3 separate regions of the Mus musculus genome follow, and regions 1 and 3 are each linked to region 2. The links are chromatin contacts, called in public HiChIP or PLAC-seq and promoter capture Hi-C maps. All regions are on one chromosome and are shown on one strand. The core of a region is the stretch at or near the end of the contact, and the rest is flanking DNA. Distances in the headings are between cores, read along the strand shown.

Region 1 (3,549 bases), core at 528-3,027, 190 kb before region 2:
GTGTGGACACATTCTCTCAAGGGTATACAGTTGTTCTGCTTATCTTATTTTCTCCTCCCCTGGATATAGAAGGAACACTCCACTAATATAGTATATAGCATATAGCATATAGTATATAGTAGCATATATATATATAGTATATAGTAGTATACAGTAGTATATAATAGTATATAGTATATATATATATATATGTAGTGTGTAGCATACAGCATACATGCAATATACAGTATATAATAGTATAGGGGATCTATTTCTTCTCAGAATGGGAAGCTGAGGTCCTTCAAGAAATTGTTCCTGGACTCACTTACCCAGATCCAGGAAATTCTGAGCTTCTCCCAGGATCTTAGAGACACCTGGGAAGACAAAACCTCTCCCTTCTTATATAAAATAGTGAGAAGAAAGGTGGAGGGGAGGGCCACGGGCAGGATTATCCCTATTAAATACAAAGCAAGAAAGAAGCAGGAAGATCAGAGTGAGGCTGGAAAGAAGTAGGTAACAAAGGAGAGTGACAGAGAGGCAGGAGGAGAGGAAGTGGGAAAGAAGACGCGGAGGGGGGGGGGGATTGTCCCGTCGACAATGGGTTCCCCTCTTCCTAGGCATCTTCAGGCTACCTGCCAAATCAATTGATTACATCTGTAGGCAGAGTTGCCTTTTTATTTCACACCAATTTTCGCAGGCGGTGTAAGATAAAAATGGAAGAGACGGAGTGAATGGGAAAGATGATTGAATGTTGATGTAAAAGGGAAGGTGCAAGGAAGGGGGGGCAGGGGACACACAGCTAAAGAGAGAGAGAGAGACAGAGAGAGACAGAGAGAGAGACAGAGAGAGAGACAGAGAGAGAGACAGAGAGAGAGAGACAGACAGAGAGACAGACAGAGAGAGAGACAGAGACAGAGACACACACAGAGAGACAGAGAAACAGAGAGACAGACAGAGACACACAGAGAGACAGAGAAACAGACAGACAGAGAGACAGACAGACAGAGACACACACAGAGACAGACAGACAGACAGAGACACACACAGATGAACCCCGAGAATCTGGGAGCCAGGGATCAGTTCCTGAGCAGGAAGGCCCAGCCTTCCCCTTACTCCCCTGCCCATTCCCACGCCCGCTCCTTTTCTACTCCTGTTCCCACGCCCATTCGGACTCCCTTTCTACCCCGCCTCACTTCCCCAAGTGACTGCAGCAGCGGTCTCCTGCTCTCTTCCGTGGCTCCCCTGGCACACAACAGCAGCCAGTTTATCATGGTCGCAGTAGATCTCTTCCTTTGTGGAGTCTCAGGGTCCATCAGATGAACCCCGAGAATCTTGGTGCTGAGTGAAAGTCCCCTGACTGCCTCCCAGGTAACTACTGATAAACCTTCCTCAGGAAGGCTGTCAGCTTGTGGGGACACCTCCCCTTTGTCTCTCTTCGGAGAGTCTGCTCTGGTCCACTCTGCTTAATTAACTGAAACTCTTAAAACTCCGCCACACAGTCCCCCGGGGTGCCGCCTTCATAATGTTTCAATGCTCAGCTGGACAAACACCTCTAAAATGGAGTCTCTCATCTTTTACTGTCCTTAAGATCCTCCAGATAGAGGTCACTGTTTGCCCCAAAGTGGTACCTCAGACTTCAAAATCCAGAGACTTCTCCAAGCTCCCTCTAACAATGGCAATAGTCTGTCAACCACCCATCCAAGCCTTGCTTGTCTCTATTCTCAGTTCCCTTGATGGCTACCCTGTTCTGCCGCTCAGCTGTTACACCTCCAGGAGGCCCCCTTCCCCCTAACCCAAGCTTCACACTGTCAAACTTCTCAACTGGAACCACCAAGACTTCCTCTTCCAACTTCCGACCCTGCTGATAAACTGTCACTGCCCCTGTTAAATACCTCCACCAACATCCTCCTTCGAGCAACCTCCCTATTCCAAACTCACCCTCTTTTCTCCTCCTCAAACCTGATCCCGCCCCCATACCCCTCCCTCCTCGGCGCTCCCTCTAGCCTCCTCAGCCTGTCCTCCCTCTGAGAGAACTAATGAGATCTTGAGGTCTTCTGTACATTCAGGCTCCTTCTCTTCAGACAGGTGTCCCTCAGACTGAGAAAGATCCAAGCTTTCTTGTTCTGATCCCTCTACAACTCGCTGAAAGGGACCCTGCAGCTTACCCAGCCCTTTAGGTTGACATGGAACCACATCTATGTCACCCTTTTCTCTCCCTTCTTCCCCGAAAGCCGTGGGCACCTTTGGGTGGTAGCCCAGGCCCATGTGGACACCCCAACACTCAGGATCAGACCACAGTCTTGTGAGGATGATTGATGCTCTCTGAGTGACCCTGACTAGAACTACCAGGCCACCTCTGATGATCTCTAAAAGGGGGCTCATAAGGTCACTTGTTTCCTGGCAGGCATGGAAAAGACAGCCCTTAAAGCTGTCAATCATGAACACAAATCAGAGCGATCACTCAAAGACCAAAGGAGACCCATCTCTATCTCCCTCTTGCCTTTCAAAGGCTATGACCAAGCTGTCATGACCCATCAGCTGACTCGGATGAGGGACGATTGTACTCACACCTGCTCTTTATCTCACAACTGGCCACAGATACGAGATGAAAGTTCAAAAAAAAAAAAAACCTCAACGATGGCCCTCAGAACCCTCAATGGGACGAAGTTAAAACAGCCTTCCAGGTCTTTAAACAGAAGAACAAAGGAGCCAAAGTTTAAAAGGGACCAGGCCATGCGCCAGATGCAGGAAGCGGACTTTTCACAGGGTTCTCTAGTCTGAGGGGCTGGGAAATGGGTCAGCGTGAGGCCTGCTTCAAATGAGGCCACGAGACCATTGAGCAAGTGCCTACCCCAGACAAGGCTGCCTCCATGCGTGGGAAAGAAGGACAGTGCTGATTAGATTGTATCCAGCAAGGAACACACTCCCATTCTATCACCCCGACAGGTCCCCTGGATGCCTGACTCAGGCTTGGCAAGGGAGCCTTGAGGTCCACTGGTTACCTGTGCCTCCATCATAACTGTAGAACCATGTGTAATGCTATGAAGTTGCTCATAAGCCTGGTTTGTTCTTGTTGGATATGGCGCTACTTATTCAGTCTTGACAGATTATTGAGAACCCTTCTTGGGTTCTCTTTATATCTATGAAGAGGGTAGACAGGATGCCCTCACATTAGGCTATGGGCCTAATATTATCCAGTATGTTTGGCCAGCCTTTTGTGTGCTTGTTTCTGGTGGTCCCACATTGCCTGACACCTCTTCTGGGCAGAGATAGTCTTCCCTAAATTCTGTGGGACGGTTTTTTCACCCTATAGTGCTCTGCTTGCTTAACCCTTGCCTCACTCCCATAGGCCGCCCCCACCCTTCTTCAATACTAGCTTCTTACCCTCAGTTGATCCCCAATATTGGGGCACCTCAGCTCCTGTGGTCCTCATTCACTAAGAACCCATTGTAATTGGGTTCCAGAATGCTTCTTTGCTTCTCCATTAGCCCCACTGCTCTACACGTTATCCTTACAATTAGCAAGCATCACTCCTTGTCCCAAGACCTCAGACTCATTACCCAGGCTGCC
Region 2 (3,802 bases), core at 849-3,348:
CCCCTGCAGAGCAAGGGTCCCCTTCCATCCTTGTAGCAGCTGGTGGCCATTCTCTGCCCCCCCCTTCACTCCCCTCCCCATCAACCTTTATTATTGGGGTTTTCCACTGAGACCTAGACATCCATAGGTTTGTACCTTTCTGCTGACCCTGATCATCACAATGGTGTGTGTGTGTGTGTGTGTGTGTGTGTGTGTATCAGAGAACAGTGTCCCAGTGCCACTGCCTCGAGGCACCTTCCAGGCATTTTCTCCTGTCCTTAGAGATCGTAGCATTGAGGTGCATCCTCCAACCACTCAGACTGTTATCGATGGAGCCTTGGGGGACAGTGGTGGTGGGAAGGCAGGCAACAGGGTGGTGGTATGAATGGGTCCCTGAGCACCTGGGTAAACGGGGGGCATAGATGGAAAGAAAGCAGATCCCATCATTCTGTGGACATGAAGGAAGAAGAAATCAAGACATTCTGTTACACAGGCCCCATGCAGGAACATTTATAAGATGGTTGGCTTCTCTATCTAGAATGGAGGACAGGTGGTCTGGGAGAGGGACTCTCACCCGGATGCATGTCCATCCCTCCACTTACCATCTAAAAGGTGCACATAACAGGGCATGGGAATGGAGGGTCTTAGCTTGGGGACTGAGTTCAAGCCCCTTGGTTGCTTCCTGACCCTATTCTCACTTCAATGCTCTCTTGAACAACCAGGCCACTCAAGATTGCATGGATTCAGTTTCCTTTTGGAGAATTTTGAAAAGCTTTACTACACATATTTGTGTGTGTCAGTGTGCATACCAGCATCTGCATGTGGAGGTCAGAGGACAACAGGCAGGAGTCAGTTCTCCTATGTGGCTCCAGGGGATCGAACTCAGGGAGTAAGTCTTGTCTGCAAGCATCTTTACCCACTGAGCCAGCTCTCCAGCCCATCCTCAGGGGATTATGAGAAGGAAGGCAGTTAGCCAGCCCAAGAAATGTGAGAAGAGCTCCTGCAGCTGCCTCACTGAAGCTTGTCTTCATAGGGCTGAGTTACTCTCATATCCCCAGCTCATCAAAAACACCCCAGTGGGGCCCCTGCCATCCTCCCTCCTGCCATCACCCATAAGATCACAGGACGAGATAGGTGGAGGGACCGGCAAAGCAAACCGTCAGGGTCAGGGCGAGCTCCTCAGTAACTTCTTATTTATTGGCCTCCTCCAGTCTCGCGGTTGCTGGTTGTGCTCAATATTTTATTCTTGTTGTACCTGCTCCGAAGCGGAGCTGCGGGCAGTTTTGATAAATGGATTGAAAGGAAGTTTTGTCTGGTTTTGCTGAAGCTTCTGTAAGTGCCTCTGGATCTTGGGCTGAAATGATATTTCCCCAGCTTCCTGCTGTGATCTCGCTCCCGGGCGGCTCTTCTCCTCCCCGCTCTCCCTGGGCACTCTGCCTCCCAACCCCCATGCACGCATGCACATACACGTGCAAGGAGGCACAGATCTGTATACTCACTCAGGACCACTCAAGGTACCAGTGTGGAAGGGAGCAGAGTGTGTGTCCCTATGGACCGGCAAGCCCATACTACAGTCTTGTGCACAGACATGCCCTCGGTGCACACGAAGGCAGACACACATGCTGTCCTCTCTGAGTTCAGCCAGCCCGATCTGCAGGGAAGCCCTTGATGAGCATGGGTAGAGATGAGCAGATCCCAAGAAGGAAGAAGCCTGGAACTCTGATGATCTCTGCTGGAGCCCTGCCCCCAGCTGCTGGATTCCTCCAGCCTTCCTCCTCCGCCTGCCTGCAGGCCTTGGAGGCCCCACTGGGCCAGCTGGAAGCTTTATCCAACCACATCTGAAACAGCTCAGGAGCTGTGCCTGGCCGCCAGCCGTTTCCATAAATAACTTGCTGAGCCTGGCTCCTTGCCCTTCTGGTGATGTCATTGGCGTGGGCCCAGTGATGAAGTCATAGGCTTCCCTTCCCTGAGCCCTCCCTTTGGGTGGAGCGAGACACCCCTTCTTCCCCCTTCACAGAACCATTACTGAGAAATTTCACCTGTCTGTCCTCACCTCTTCCTGTTCCCACCACTCCAGGTATTGGATACAGGCTTTCCACCATCTGGACCAACTAACTGTGATGGTGCCAGACAGCATCTTGTCTCCCCATTGTCAGTTACTGAGCCGCCTCCCAACTTTGCCATCTCCTTGGATATTGTTTCCAGGTAACAACAGACTTTTAAGTTTCAAGGGTGGCAGAGAAAGGTTGGCATCTTGATGATGCTCTACACAAGCTTCTCCAGCTGTGTGACATCAGACAAAATACCTCACCTCTCTGTGCCTCTGTTTTCTCATCTTTAAACTGAAGACAGTAAAGAAAGCTATCCCAGGACTGCCTAAGTCTTCCGTGGGCTCACAGAGCTTGAAGTGTCGATACACTGGACAGGCCCGTCATATGAACCACATTTCCACAAGCGCCTAGTTTTGTATGTTTTCTGCTCTGTGACTGCGGTCTTCTCTGTGGTGTTCATGTCTGGAGCCAGGGAGCCATCTCAGTCTCCTTGACACATTTCTTGCTATGTAGCCAAGGATAACCTGGAACTTCTGACCCTTCCACCTCGAGAATGCTGGAACTGCAGGTGTGAGCAGACGCTGGAAGAACCAGGGGAGGGGGGCACGGTGGGAACTGGTGGGAGCAGCTCTGAGGTGCTCAAGCCCCACCTGCCCTCACCCTCTGGACAGAAGGAAGTGACCTTCCTCCTCAGACAATCTCAAGGAAGTCCGGGATTGTTCTTATTTTCTATAGGAAGAAACTGAGGCAGGCTGGAGAGATGGCTCAGGCAGTGAAGGCTTGCCATGTAAGCAGGAGAACTTTAGTTCAATGCCCAGAACCTACAAAACTACAAAGAACCCAGCTCAGTGTCATGTTCTCTTAATCCCAACACTGGGGAGATGGAGTTAAGTAGAACCCTTCTGGAGGCCCATTGGCCACCCAGCCTAGGCTAACCAGCAAGCCCTGGGCCAAACAGAAGCTGTCTCAAAACCAGGAGCTAGCTTGGCCATTAAAGGCCAAGGTGTCCCTCTGTCCTCTCCCTTCTTCTCTCTTCTCTTACCTCTCCCCCACCTCTCTCTCTCACACACACACACCACACACACACACACACACACACACACACACACGAGAGAGAGAGAGAGAGAGAGAGAGAGAGAGAGGTGGAGGCAGAGAGATCAAACATCTTACTACCAGGACAAACAACAACGGCATCCTAAGACACCCATGGACCTGCCCAGAACCCTTGCCTGATTTCCAGATGTGTGCGCTGGAAGAGTTCACAGGAGACTGTGTCTTTGAACTCGGTGGCAGAGGTGAGCCTTGGCTTCTGTGTCCCATGCGGTGGCCACGGAGCCCCAGGAACTGGGTCAGCGAGATACACACCGGGTTTTGGTGATTTTGTATAGGAAAGGGAATGCAGGAGAGCTTATGAATAATTCCTTGGGATTCATTATGCGTTGAGTTGATAATGTTTTTCGTGTGTTGAGCCAACTAAGGGATGCTATTACCGATGGTTTCACCTGCTTCCTTTTGCTTTTATGAGCTGGTTATCAGAGATTTAAAACCACATGCGTGGATCCTATTAGATTTCTCTTGGGCGCCTCTATTCTGGTGCCTGACTGAGTTCTGAAGAGAGTTCACTGATCTTCCCATGCCTGGGTTCTGACCCAGTTAGCATAGTGCCTTCAAAACGAGGGCTGCTGCCTCCTGCCAAAGTAGCCACCCGTCCCTGCTCTGGGGTCATGAAGGGACAGTGCAGCTGAACAGGTATGACTGCTTGAGCTCCTCTT
Region 3 (3,885 bases), core at 1,182-3,681, 170 kb before region 2:
ACTTCCTGTCCTAGAAAATGGCAGTTTATGCTGTCGATCACTTATCCTCCTCTCCCTCCTCCTCCTCCTCTTCCTCTTCTTCTTCCTCCTCCCCCTCCTCCTCTTCTTCCTCCTCTTCTTTTTCCTCTTCCTCCTCCGCCTCCTCCCCCATTTGTGTGTTTGCAGGCCAGAGGTCGACCCACGTATTATTCCTTAGAAGCCATCTAATTTTGTTTTTTTAACGATTTATTTATCATCTTAGTTATGTGCATATGTGTGTGTGTCTGTGTGGGAATATACACATGAGTTTAGGTGCCCACAGAGACCAAAAGAGGGCACTAGAGGCACCTGGAATTGGAATTACAGACCGTTGTAAGCTTCCAATAGGGTTACTGGAAAGTCATCTAGGGTCCTTCAGGCACACAAGCATGGGGTCCTGCACATCCCTGACTGGGCCATCTCCCCAGCATTCGCTTATCCTCTTGTGAGGCTGGTTGGCCTTTAATAATCCACTCGTAGGAGATATTTGTGTAGGGACTTTTATACCTGTGTTCATGGGGCAGATAATGTACAGTGTTTAAATCATGACTTCCTCTCCATTGGTACAAGGCAGAGCAAGTTTCCCAATGCTTGGCCACCATGTTGGGACTATGTGACACTTTTCTTGCCACTGTGTTGGGACCCTGGGACCCTGGGACAGTGAGGGAGTGAGAGAAGGCGCCATCTGCTCTGTCCGTGGTGCTGCAGAAGGTTTGGCTTAAGTGACAGACATTTTTTCCTCTTGAAGTTCTGTAGGTTGGAAGAGCAAGATTATGGTGTCAACATACTCTCTTCGAGGACTCTCTCCTTCAATGTGACTGCTACCCTCCCAGTGTGCCCTCATTTTCTCTAGGACTCTCTCTTTCTCTCTTTCCTTTTAAAATTTTAATTGTTTGAAAATTTTGTATATGTTACTGTATTTGTGCAATCTCCTCCTCTCCCTCCTCCCTCACCCTCCTCCATCTCCTCCATTTACCCCCTCTCAAATTCATGGTCTCTGTTTCTTTATTATTGTTACACGTATACATACACATGACAATATGGCAATCACCTGCTGAATCCGTTTTATGCTTTTATGCACGTGTGTTTAGGGATGACCTCTTGCAATTGGGTAACCTGTCTGGAGGCTCGTCCCTGGAGAGCCTCTCCTTCTCTTAGCTATTGATACTTTGTAGCTCTCATTAATAGGGCCTTGTGAGATTCTCCCCACCCACGTGAGCTTGCCAACTGGTGCCGTTGTTCAGGTCTTGTTTAGGCAGCCGTACTGTTGAGATGTCTATCGCTAATAAGGACCCCAGTCATAGCAGGTTAAAGAGTCTGCTTGTAGAGCTTCATTTTACCTTAGCATTGCACTAAGAGTCATTGTTATATCTTTAAAGTTCCTGTTTCCAAGGTCAGTGTTTCTCTAGATGTTGAGGACAGGTCTTCACCCATGAATCTGCGTCAGTGTGTGTTGCGGGGTACACAAGTCAAGGCTATAACAATAATGTAAACCACTTCTGTTCCTGGAGGTTAACCCACACCAGAAGTTTTTCCAGCCTCTTCTTGCCCTTTGTCAGTAACTCCAGAAGCCACCTGCTTAGAGGGCATAAGTAAGAAAATTACTTACTCTGGGTCCCTGTATCACACTGTGGAGCCTCAGCCACCTCCTGTGTGACACACTATGACATAGGGGAAAAATCCAGTTGGATGTACCAGGCTCTGAGATCGTGAAATTTTCTACTGAAAAAAAAAATCTATTTTATATCAACTAACTAGTTTTTGCATGAGATTCAATGGTTATTTTTTTCTTTGCTGGTATTATCCTTATATGCCTTTGGAATTAAGATTAGGCTAGCCCTTACGATGGTCTGAGGCAGGTGTCCCCCCACCGCAAATGATCTGCAAGAGCAGTTCCTAAAGCATTGGGTAGAAATTGCTGATAAATCATTTGGAACATCTTTTTTTTTTTTTCTTCCTGGAAGAGTTTCAGCTAATAATTCAATTTCTTTAAAGGTCATTAGCCTCTCTAGGTTTTCTCCTGCTTCTTGGATAAGTTGTATTTTTCTAGAATTTGTCCATTTTGTCTTAAGCTTTACAATTTATCACTAGGGTTTTTCAGACCCCCTTTTTGTGAGTTTAAGCCCCATGATTTTGGCTCCTGTTTAATTCTTCATATTGTTTTCCAGCCCCTGTCTCTAGCATGCCTTTGATTGACTCAGTCTGATCTTGCAATGGTCTTTTAAGCAAATGGTGTGTATGTGTGCATATGTGTCTATGTGTGTGTTCTTGCACATGCTGTGCACATGTGTGTGGAGGCAGGAGCTTCTACACTCCCTCTCTGTTATCTTTTGAGACTGGGTCTTCCTTGAAGCTGAGGCTCACCAATTTGCCAGTGAGCTCCAGGGATATGCTTGTCTCCGCCTCCTGCTGTGGGGAATACAGGTGCTGCCCCAGACCTTTTGATGTGGGTGCCCAGAAGTGAACCCAGGTCCTCATGCTTGTGTGTCAACTGAGTCACCGTCTCAGCCCCCTGGATGATCTTAGTTTTGCAAAGCCTTTCTCAGAAAGCTGGTTTTAGGGTTTGGTATTCCTTCCTATTGAACTTTATTTTGTGTCTTCCATCTTACTTTTAACTTTAACATTTTCTGCCTTCATGGGGTCTGTTCTGTTGGCGTCCTTTGGATTTCTTCCTCTGAAGCACAGAGTCTGTATGCAGAGTGAGAATAGGAACTTTGTTCTCTATATTGCATAACTTGCATCCCTACAATTTTTATGTAGAATAATTTTGCTGTTACTGATTTAAGATTTTCTCCCTCTCCCTTCCCCTCCCCCTCCACTTCCTTCCCCCTTCACTTCCCTCCTCCCAACCCATTGTATAGTTCAAACTGACCTTAAAATTCACACACACACACACACACACACACACACACACACACACACACACAGAGTCGTTTTGGGGACAGAGTCTAAGTGTATGCCTGGCTGGTTTGAAGCTTGCTTTGTAAAGCAGATCAGCCTCAGACTCACAGAGATCTTCCCGGCTCTGCTTCCTGGGTGCTGGGATTAAATGTGCGCTCCTTTCTGCTCAGTGTGGTTACATTCTCTTCCTTGACTCCAGGAGTGGCCTAGCCCATAGGTGAGGTTGTGTAGGGTTTCCACAGAGCTCTGGAATAAGCTATGTCCTGCTGCCATTGGGCGCAGCCTCCTCTACGGAATTCTTTCTCAATTGTGTTTGCAGCTGTCTGTATTCTTGGTAAATTTTCTGTCTGCTTGATCAATTATTGAGAGGGACATATTAAAAATGTTCACTCTGATGGCAAATGTTTCTGCTTTTCCCCATGGCTTGCCAATTTGTATTTTATGTGTTTGGTGCTTTGATTTTTAGTGCACAGAGCTTAGATTCAGAATGGGCATATTTTTCTGATTAATTAAATAAATCCTTTATTATAGTGTAGGAAGTCTTTAGGTTTTACTAATCCCTCTTGTTTATAAGGCCAATTTATGTCATGTCAATACTAGGTCAGCAGTCTTTTGCGTAGATTTTTCCTCTTCATACCCACCATACTTCCCTGCTCTTTGATGGCCAGGGCCATGTATGTGTTACACAATAATCTTGCCACTGAGCTACATTCTCAATCTACCTGTTTTCTTTAATTTTGAGGCTTGATCATTGAAATTCATGTTTCCCTCTCTCCCCTCAATCATGCTACCTTACTTTAGTTGTTGTCTCTGATAAAAGTTTTATGAAAGTCTGGTTGAGGAAGGAAGTTTTATTTGGCTTACAGACTATAGTCCATCATCAGGGAAGCCATGGGGAACTCGGGAGGCAGGAACTGAAGTGAAGGCCATGGAGGGGTGCTGTTGGGAACTAAAAGGGGGGTGTCT

The links. Promoter capture Hi-C pulls out the DNA fragments that hold promoters and counts their contacts. HiChIP or PLAC-seq counts read pairs in DNA pulled down with a chosen protein or histone mark.
Region 1: a promoter capture Hi-C map of the HPC-7 cell line shows a contact between it and region 2, with 5 times the contacts expected there. The contact joins the enhancer-like site here to the promoter of 1700092K14Rik in region 2. A contact is called at or near these places in 5 of 39 promoter capture datasets (the HPC-7 cell line, embryonic stem cells, hippocampal neurons and 2 more), 1 of 15 datasets of contacts at CTCF or cohesin (embryonic stem cells), 4 of 484 Hi-C or Micro-C datasets (the HPC-7 cell line, embryonic stem cells, nephron progenitors and 1 more) and 2 of 115 datasets of contacts at active chromatin or transcription factors (embryonic basal ganglia and embryonic stem cells).
Region 3: a contact with region 2 is called in an H3K27ac HiChIP or PLAC-seq map of T-cell acute lymphoblastic leukemia, with 2.9 times the contacts expected there. The contact joins the enhancer-like site here to the promoter of 1700092K14Rik in region 2. A contact is called at or near these places in 5 of 39 promoter capture datasets (the 3T3-L1 cell line, embryonic stem cells, pre-B cells and 2 more), 17 of 484 Hi-C or Micro-C datasets (double positive thymocytes, embryonic stem cells, stem cell-derived epiblast-like cells and 1 more) and 2 of 115 datasets of contacts at active chromatin or transcription factors (T-cell acute lymphoblastic leukemia and embryonic stem cells).

Annotation. Positions count from the first base shown.
Region 1 is chr11:114,389,994-114,393,542 of GRCm38.p6, reverse strand. No RefSeq gene overlaps it. Among named protein-coding and RNA genes, the nearest start is that of Gm31399, 31 kb to the left of the region's middle. Within about 2 kb of position 1,777, at least 17 of the 459 cell types and tissues checked have an H3K27ac peak or open chromatin away from gene starts, as enhancers often do. A contact at or near this core is called in the HPC-7 cell line, where this site is marked.
Region 2 is chr11:114,196,554-114,200,355 of GRCm38.p6, reverse strand. It overlaps 1700092K14Rik (RIKEN cDNA 1700092K14 gene), which reads right to left and starts at 2,098. Exons shown (of 3, transcript NR_045930.1): 1 at 2,033-2,098; 2 at 1,479-1,630; 3 at 1,157-1,333.
Region 3 is chr11:114,361,962-114,365,846 of GRCm38.p6, reverse strand. No RefSeq gene overlaps it. Among named protein-coding and RNA genes, the nearest start is that of Gm31399, 59 kb to the left of the region's middle. Within about 2 kb of position 2,431, at least 3 of the 459 cell types and tissues checked have an H3K27ac peak or open chromatin away from gene starts, as enhancers often do. A contact at or near this core is called in T-cell acute lymphoblastic leukemia, where this site is marked.